Regions from separate parts of the Clupea harengus genome. Here region 1 is linked to region 2. The links are chromatin contacts, called in public Hi-C maps. All regions are on one chromosome and are shown on one strand. The core of a region is the stretch at or near the end of the contact, and the rest is flanking DNA. Distances in the headings are between cores, read along the strand shown.

Region 1 (4,322 bases), core at 1,597-4,096, 82 kb before region 2:
CTCTCCTCTCCCCTCCCCTCCCCTCCCCTCCTCTCCTCTCCTCTCCTCTCCTCTGCTGGCAGCCATTGCTGTGCTGCTGTCAAGAGGACACTGCTTGTGAATTTGCTATGCTATGCTATGCATGAGATGACGACCAAGTCTAATGACACCATCCTGTTTCACACGTAACAGAAGGGCAACACATGTCTGCATAGCGCATACACATTAATCCACATGCATTTCCATGCATGGTACAAACACATTAATCCACATACATTTCCATGCATGGTACACACACAGCAGGGACACGGTTACAACATCACACCTCTGGCCGCCGTTTGTTGTTGAGTCTATGCTTTGGTGACCCCTACTGGTCGCCCTGTGCCTCTTCGTTACTTCTCTAATTACAGGTGAGACACTCCTGTCATAGGCCTACCTGCCCTATAAAAGATAAAGGTAAAAGTCAGGACGCTTTTTTAAAGGATTGTGGGTCCACTCCTACAGGGGCGTATACAGCCAAGAGACTAGCCAAGAGAAGTACAGCCGTGTTTTAGGCGCAGGAGTCTTTGTGAATATCAGTCCACCCATCTTTAGGGTTCATCATTCCCACTTTGTGAATATCAGTCCCCCCAGCTTTAGGGTTCGTCATTCCCACTTTATGTCTCGTCTGTTGTTTACCCTAATTCGTTATGTTTTATAAACATACCCCTATTGTTCAACAACAACCGATCTGTGTGTGTCTCCTCATTTACGTTACCGTTAGTGCAAGTTCGGCTGTAACAGACACAGACACACACATACACACATACACACATACACTCAAGCATACACACTAACACACAGAATACTAAGACATTTGCCCATACATGCTCCCTTTCTGAGCACTGCCCCCGGCTTCTATAAACAGTGTGTGGTGAGACAAGATATAAGCACATGATACAGGGAGAATGTCTGAGCATAAATCAGGCAGGCTGTAACACACACACACACACACACACACACACACACACACAGAAAAAGAGATTTACACCATTTTGCTTTTATTGGACCATCTTCACCTGCTGTGACTGTTTGATGTTTGCAGTGATGCAGCTTTTCCATGCTGTCAATGGAAAAGTACAGTAATTAGTTTGTGGTAACACAGCTGTGTGTGTGTGTGTGTGTGTGTGTGTGTGTGTGTGTGTGTGTGTGTGTGTCAGGAGAAAGATTATGCCCAAACAGGAGGCATGCTTGCTATAAAAATAGGAATGTAGCCAAGCCACTGCTGAACACCCCTGTGCCCTTGTGGACTCCACACACACACACACACACACACACACACACACACACGACATACACACACACACACACACACATTACCAGCAAACGCATCAGACACTGCAAGATTCCAAATGGACTCAAAAGCTGCATCATTCCACAGGACAGCAGTACACACCCCGTTGCAGGAGTGTTGGCTCTGGTGCACAGGCGCTCGCTCTGAGAGGGGGAGATGGAGGATGGGCCATATGCTGCGGCCATATGCAAGCTCTCAGGCATTGGCTACTGGGCGAACAGGTGATCAATTTTTCAACAACACTCGATGCTTGTTGGGTGAGCTTTTGTCGAGTGTTAGCAAGAGTGCAAGCTACAGAAAACTCCACATGGCGAGTTGTGTGTCTCTGAATGTGTGTGTGTGTGTGTGTGTGTGTGTGTGTGTGTGTGTGTGTGTGTGTGTGTGTGTGTGTGTGTGTGTGTGTGTGTGTGTGTGTGTGTGTGTGTGTGTGTGTCAGTGTCTGTGTGTGTATGAACATGGACTGTTGGAGGGTACTCCCTATGTACACAGCAAAGCGTACATTCTGACAGCCAACCATACACACACTTACACAGGGTCCATTCATGAGAACATATATTTCTATACATTTCTGAATTTTATCCTCCTCTCTTAATAGTCTTGAAGCTTTATGTTGAATACTATGAGAAACAGGAAACCACAGACATGTTTCACTTGTGTGTATCACACCATAGTGAAGGAAGTGCTTTCAGAACTCCAGTCTGCTCTCCTCGCTGTTTGTAGAGATCGTGTTATTGGCCCCTGATTTTCAATGATGTAGTAAAATATAATTTTTAAACATTCCTCTCTGAGCCATTCAAGCCATTCTGCCCATCTGAGTCTCACGGTGAGAGTCGTTGTGTTCACATTTATAGCTCACGAAGGTCTGGGAATGTTTCCTTCGAAGAATATAAAAAGGGTAATTAAGAATGCACTGCATTCACATTCACATTAGGTTCAGTGTGCAGTGTGCAGTGTGTTGGGTGATGGGTGTACAATTACGATTCAGCTTGGCAGAGTAAAGTGTGTGTGGTCTGAATGAAGATGAAAAGCCTTGGTCAGAGAGTGTCTGTTGAGCTAGTAAAACTTCTTTGCCTCTTTAATTACTGGCCTTTCAAGAGGCATTTCCTCTATTGAGCTTATAGGAGTGAATTCATTGTGTTCTCAGCATGCTTTGAAGCTGGCGGAATAGACAGCACTAGGGTGCTACCACATTTATCTTCAAGGCCATCACACACACACACACACATACGCACACACACACACACACACACACACACGCACGCACACACACACACACACACACACACACACGCACACATACACACACACACACAGAGAGAGAGAGAGAGAGATTTGCAAGGATGTGAATGTTCAAATGAATGCACTGATGGTCTAATGTCCAGATACATACATGTATACAGACACACTTTGCACATTTTAATGTTACATACACACAAACACCCTGTTGAATGAAACAGCTGAAACACTTGTTTTCTGAGTGCTGCATTGCCTGACAAACGACACACCATACCATCCAGAACTCTCGTGTTACATTCTCGCCGAACTGTCAGAATCCGTCCGCATGGTCTTACCGCTCAGTGCGCCCATAGGCGTGTTGTTATGGCAGTTCATGCCGCCTCGTCCGTGCCTTCCCCGTGCTGACGTCACCAGACGCACAACGAAATTGGTCCGCCCCCGAGTCCCTAGCTAGGCAACGCGGCAGCGCTGCACGTCTCCTGTCGGTGGTCAGGGCAATTTTTGCAACTGTCCTCCCCTTTACCCACTTGTACTTCCTCCATTTGAGCAGTTTCTGTGTCAGTCGTCGGCTGAGAGAGAAGCGTGGGGAGCGAGGCTCTCCACTTTCACGGGGTAAAGAGGCGGTATGGCGGAGCGGACGTTAGTTAGAAAACAACAGCCAAAGCACATGAAGCCAAAACAAGAAGGGAGACGAGTGAAGCTCCACCAGCTGGAAGGCAGCAACAACTAGCACGCACAGAAATCTTACGGAGCTTTTGAATTCGTTTAGAAAAGCAAAGTTTTTCGTGCATCATTTTCTTTGTTTCTATCTGTGTCGAATCCATTTGGACCTGATACTTTGTAGCTGTCAGTTTGTTTTAATTTTGTGCTTGTCTTCTTGGCGTTGCCAGTGTCATTGGGACTCGTGGTTTTTTTCTATGCTGTTGTTGTTGATACTTTGTCACAAGTCAAATTTCCCTCGAAAGTGTTATTTCTTAGCACAACTCTTTCCCAGCCGCCTCACCGGTTGAGCCCTTTAATAATTAAAAAGTAAATCCGTGGAAGAGTTGGCTTGACAGCAGTCGGCATGGGAGCCAAACAGAGCAGCCCTGCCGCCAACGGACGGATGAGGGCTTACTCGGGATCGGATCTGCCATCAAGCACATCAACTAGTAACGGAAACAGCCGGACTGCAGCCATGGGTATGAGGTACGCGTACGGCGGCACGGCTCACGGAGCCTCAGGTGCCACTGCCGCCTCGTCTCACCACATTGGCTCCCGCACGCGCTCTGTCGGGGGCAGCGGAGGCGGGTCGGGGACCAGACCTCAGTCTGGCATCAACATACCCAGCAGCAGGGCGTACAGCTCGCATGAATCTGGCAGCAGTACTCCGGAGGAGAGCGGCGGAGACAGCGACAGGTCAGGCGCGGTTCACGGAGGTCCCCGGTTGTTGATCGGATCTCTACCGGCACACCTCTCGCCTCATCTGTTCGGAGGTAAGGAAACGTTGGCTAAACAAAACAGCTCAGATAAAAAAACATGCAGAGCGCTATTTGGAGTTTGGTATGAAGGTTGTTTTAGAAAGCAGGTATGGCATGCCCATCATATGGAAACCAGACCTGTGGGTGGCTGTCAAAACGTACCTGAATAATGGCTTGGCCCTAAATGACTGCTGTTGAGATTGACTCGGGTTAAGTGGTGAGTTGACGCAACAGTTGTGCCTGTCAGTAGCACAATGACATCTCATCTAGTAGTAATACATTATTTCATATGCCCAATACCTGTCCCTCATCAC
Region 2 (4,383 bases), core at 131-2,630:
CCATTTCTCTTGGCTCGTTTATGTTATGTTTGCCATTTCTTTAAGTTGATGGTATCGTAACAATCATACTGTGTGAACATCATAAAATGTGTTAGCCTTTGTTTGGTAAATCGAGGTTAAGATAGGCCTACAAAGAGTGATCTGGAGATCGATTTTAAACTGTGAGATATTAAAGTTGAGTCTAAACAATCTCATCATTTAAATCCCTTTTATCTGCCCAAATGGTCAGCAACAGGAGATAACTCTCCCTCCCCTCGCCCCCCCCCCCTCTAGCCCTGCCACTGCCTCTTTGCCTTAGCCTTTTTCTTCTTGAAAGAGCTTCTTATATCCATCATCTTCAAGTCTCGCCTTAGTGGAGTAGCTAGATCTGCAGCGTTTTTGATCAACGATATCGTATTTTTCTAACTGGCTTTAACGCATAGTAATTGAAATGACAGGTGAATAAATGAATCCGGGGCTATTTATTTGTATTCTTATGTTTGTAAAAAAAATAATATCCAGGCCTATTTATAAAACCTCCGGGGCTGTAGACCATGCTTCAGGATGACGTGTCACCCTACACACTCCATATTTGAGTCCACTCCTCCAGGGACGGTCCCTGCATTACGCTGTCCTCGTCTCAAGTGATTTGCCTCAGTGCTTTGTCCAGCACTCAGAGTGTGGACTGGCTGGAGGGCCTCTGGAGCTAAAGGGAGCCAAGGGGACAGAGCCGAGAGCCCCTGCCTGTGTTTCAGTGGTGTTGCAGGACTCCGGTGCTGAGCTTGAGAAAGGGATTGGGGGGCGATGGGGGAGTACTAAGCACCCTCTCCTGACCTCAATCTGCCAGCCAGGCTGGGCACACACACACACACACACACACACAAACATACACACACAAACATACACACACACACAGACACACACTCCTCTCTCTCCCCTCGTTATTACTCAGCTTCGGTAGAACCTCCCCGTCTACCCCCAGCCCCCCCACCCCCCCCAGCCCTACTGTCTTTGACGGAGTTTGAATGGCGGCTCTTGAAAGCCCACAGCGAGAAGGATTAGTTGTGGTCTTCAAAAGACCGCGTTGTCCTCTGTGGGCACTCTGGGAGACGTGTCCTCATGTGTCCTCAGGAAGATGCACCAGTCTCCTTGCCCAAGTAACCGTCCTCTCGATCTGGTTTATCAGTGGCACATGAGTGAGAAATGGAGGGGAAAAGTGAGGTGGTCTGGGTAATGCTAAATGCACACTCACCCCACCCATGTTGGCTTTGTGCTGTTGGGACTGTAGGTTGGGGGGGGGGAAGGCTGTGCAGAAGGGGTTCTTTTGTTTCTGTGCTTTGTGGACAATAGCACAGTGCTCAGCCTCTCCCTCCTCCATGCTAAACACGAGCAGAGTGAGCTCATCACATTTCAAGGAATCTCCCAAGGCCTCGGCCTGCTCTCAGAATGCCCGTGTGTGTGAATGAAGAGTGCCCCCTGCTGGCGAATGTCTGCCAGTTTATGTGAAAACCTCAGTCACAATGACAGAACATTTAGTTACCTTTCAGACATGCATTCATTTGAGAAAAAATGTGAATGAATGTTTCTTTCTTCCATTTCCTTCTCATTCTGATTTACTGCAGTTCCATCTCAAGAAGCTGAACTGTGTTTCCCATCAAGGCTCAGGCTCTGTTGCACTTTTATGGTCCCTCTTTATGGTATATATGATATAAGTCCAATCCTAACTCTCTTTTTCCTCTTTCAGAGGATGTTCTCAGCAAGGACGCTGGAGAGTGTGCAATCTGCCTGGAGGAGCTGGTGCAAGGGGACACCATCGCCCGCCTGCCCTGCCTCTGCATCTACCACAAAGGGTGAGGAGCTCACGCTCACGCTCCCTCTCATCAGTCTGATTCAGTCTCAGACCCCTCTTTCTCTTGTCTCTCTCCTGTCATTTTGGAGGAAAGTCAAACAGTTCCATTATTCAGCCAGCATAATTACGAAGTAATAATATTGAATATACTAAATTTCAGCTTGGCACATAGATGTGTTCTGAGTCATTGCCTACAAGTAATTATTATGAAGAAAAACCTAAAAAATCTCCAGAAGATCTCCACTGTAGATGATGGTAGATGGTAGATGACAATGTTTGTGTGTGTGTGTTTGTGTGTGTGTGTGTGTGACCTATTCTCCCTTCTGACCTTTTCTCCCTGCCTTTGTTCTCCTGGTCAGGTGCATTGACGAATGGTTCGAGGTAAACAGGTCATGTCCGGAGCACCCCTCTGACTGAGGAGCCGCTGCTCTTTTGCACAGGTGAGCTGGCAGCACTGGTGTCTGGGCTCCCATGGTCAGAGAAAAAGAGGAAGGAGGGTGCCCAGCTGCTTGCATAATCACAAAACTGCAGAAAACGGAAAGCTGCAGCTCTTTTGAAACTAGTTTTAAAGGTTGCTGAGACATGTTACTTCTCCTTTCCTGCACAAGTGATTTTGTGGTTTTGTGTGTGTGTGTTTGTGCGTTTCTGCATTTCTGTGTGTGTGTGTTTCTGTGTGTGTGTGTGTGTGTGTGTGTGTGTGTGTGTGTGTGTGTGTTTCTGTGTTTCTGTGTGTGTGTGTTTCTCTGTGTGTGTGTTTCTGTGTATAAATCTTGTCTATCTATTCATTCATGTTCCTCTCTTGTCCTAGGTCCTGAACTTCCTGGTGCAGACAGAGCGATCTGCTCCTGTAACAGATAGCAATGTGAATCCCTTTCCCCTCGGCCTGCCGCCCCTTCAGACTGCTGTGACACTGTGACCGCAGCCGTGTACCTGGCAGAGGTGGAGTCGGCCTCCACCCTCCACTCCTCTCTTCCGTAGCAACCTCTCTCCCCATGTCTCTTTTTCTCTCTCTCTGCTTTTTCACTTGTCACTGTTAGAACAACCTTCCACCTTCCTCTGTGCCAAAAACTCTCTCAAGTAATCTTCAGGGAAACAAACACACACACACCTATCTATGCTGTTGGACTCCAGCTCTCGCTCGAGGACCTCGCGTCTCCTTTCCTGATATGACGTGACGGGGGCCTCCATGTTGATCTAACTCTGAGGAGACCGGTGTCTGACTGGAGGTTCTCTCTCCTGGAGTGAAATGAAACATCTCTACTGCACAAGAGTTGATCTGAGAAGAGAAGAGGAGAAGAAAAGAGAAGAGAAGAGGAATCAACCAGTCTTCAACCACCACGCCACCATTACGGGTGACCATAGATTTGAATTTTTCAAGTGCCACCCTCAGACGGCCAGAGCGGCCTATCACTGACTTCACCTCATAGACAGAGCACCTGTGATTGGCTACTCTGCCTCCAGCTGGACAGCAGATCTGAGATTTCTCCCGCCTGATTGTACACTGGGACCGTCACTCAACAGGCGTGGTGTTGATGGGAAGAGGGGCGGGTTGGGAGCAGAGGGAAGGGAGTTGAGGGGGATTGCCTGAAGCTTTTCTTCCTCAGTCTCCTCTTCCTCTTCCGCCTCCTCCTCCTCGGTGACACCAGCTGCGTCTACCAGTGCCTTTACGTTGGGATCCACAGGGCCTGAGTTGCTGCTGCTGTGGCTGTGGCTGTGGCTGACCTTTAACTCCTTGACCCTTGACCCCAGAGCACAGGGCTGGGGCGACTCCTCTAGTGATGGAGAGGCTGCAGCACGTGGTCGTGCCCAGCCTTAAGTCAGCTTCTGTCATGTATTCCCTCTGTGCAGATGTCAGAAGAGACAGTCTCATGGCTGAATGTGACCCAACCCACCCCACCCCACCAATCTGTTACCGCACCCTCAAACACCCCACTCCACCCTTTCCCACCAGTCTGCAGTCCTCTCCCACTCTTCCTTCCCTTTCTCTGTCTTTCTCACTCTCTCTCTCTCTCTCTCTCTCTCTCTCTTTCTCTCTCTCTCTCATTTCCTTCCCTTTCTTTGACATGTGAAGATTAATAAGTGCCCCACGTTCACTTCCATAAGTGAAGAAACTGTTCTTGCCATCTTGCCTCTCTCTCTCTCTCTCTCTCTCTCTCTCTCTCTCTCACTCCATCCTCTCTCTCCTCCCTTCCCGTCCAAATGTCCTGACAGGAGATGAACAGACTGTCCATTAAAGAAACATTGGCCTATGGGAGCTCCCGTTCCCTTTTCTCTTTCTTTCTTTCTTTCTTTATCCGCTCTCTTTCTCTTTCTCTTGGATGTCAAAGCCCCTCCCCCCCTCTCTCTCTGCCTTTCTATCTCTTTTGGATGGGGAAGGCTTTCCCCCTCTCTCTCTGTCTCTTTCACTCTTTGTTGAATGGTGAAGCCCGCCCCCCCGTCTCTCTCTCTCTCTCTCTCTCTCTCTCTCTCTCTCTCTCTCTCTCTCTCTCTCTCTCTTTCTCTCTCTCTCTGAGTCTGTAGCAATAGCTACCTGGAGCATGATTCCTGGCTGAAGC

The links. A called contact is a pair of places that touch in the nucleus more often than the background predicts.
Region 1: a Hi-C map of head shows a contact between it and region 2, with 6 times the contacts expected there. The contact joins the promoter of znrf2b here to the enhancer-like site in region 2. A contact is called at or near these places in 2 of 2 Hi-C or Micro-C datasets (head and muscle).

Annotation. Positions count from the first base shown.
Region 1 is chr11:16,570,738-16,575,059 of Ch_v2.0.2, reverse strand. znrf2b (E3 ubiquitin-protein ligase znrf2) reads left to right here and starts at 2,846. Exons shown (of 5, transcript XM_012838748.3): 1 at 2,846-4,023. The coding sequence starts at 3,615.
Region 2 is chr11:16,486,893-16,491,275 of Ch_v2.0.2, reverse strand. znrf2b (E3 ubiquitin-protein ligase znrf2) reads left to right here. Exons shown (of 5, transcript XM_012838748.3): 3 at 1,724-1,829; 4 at 2,188-2,268; 5 at 2,637-3,122. The coding sequence ends at 2,245. Among protein-coding and RNA genes, the nearest start is that of nod1, 15 kb to the right of the region's middle. Within about 2 kb of position 1,380, the one cell type or tissue checked has open chromatin away from gene starts, as enhancers often do.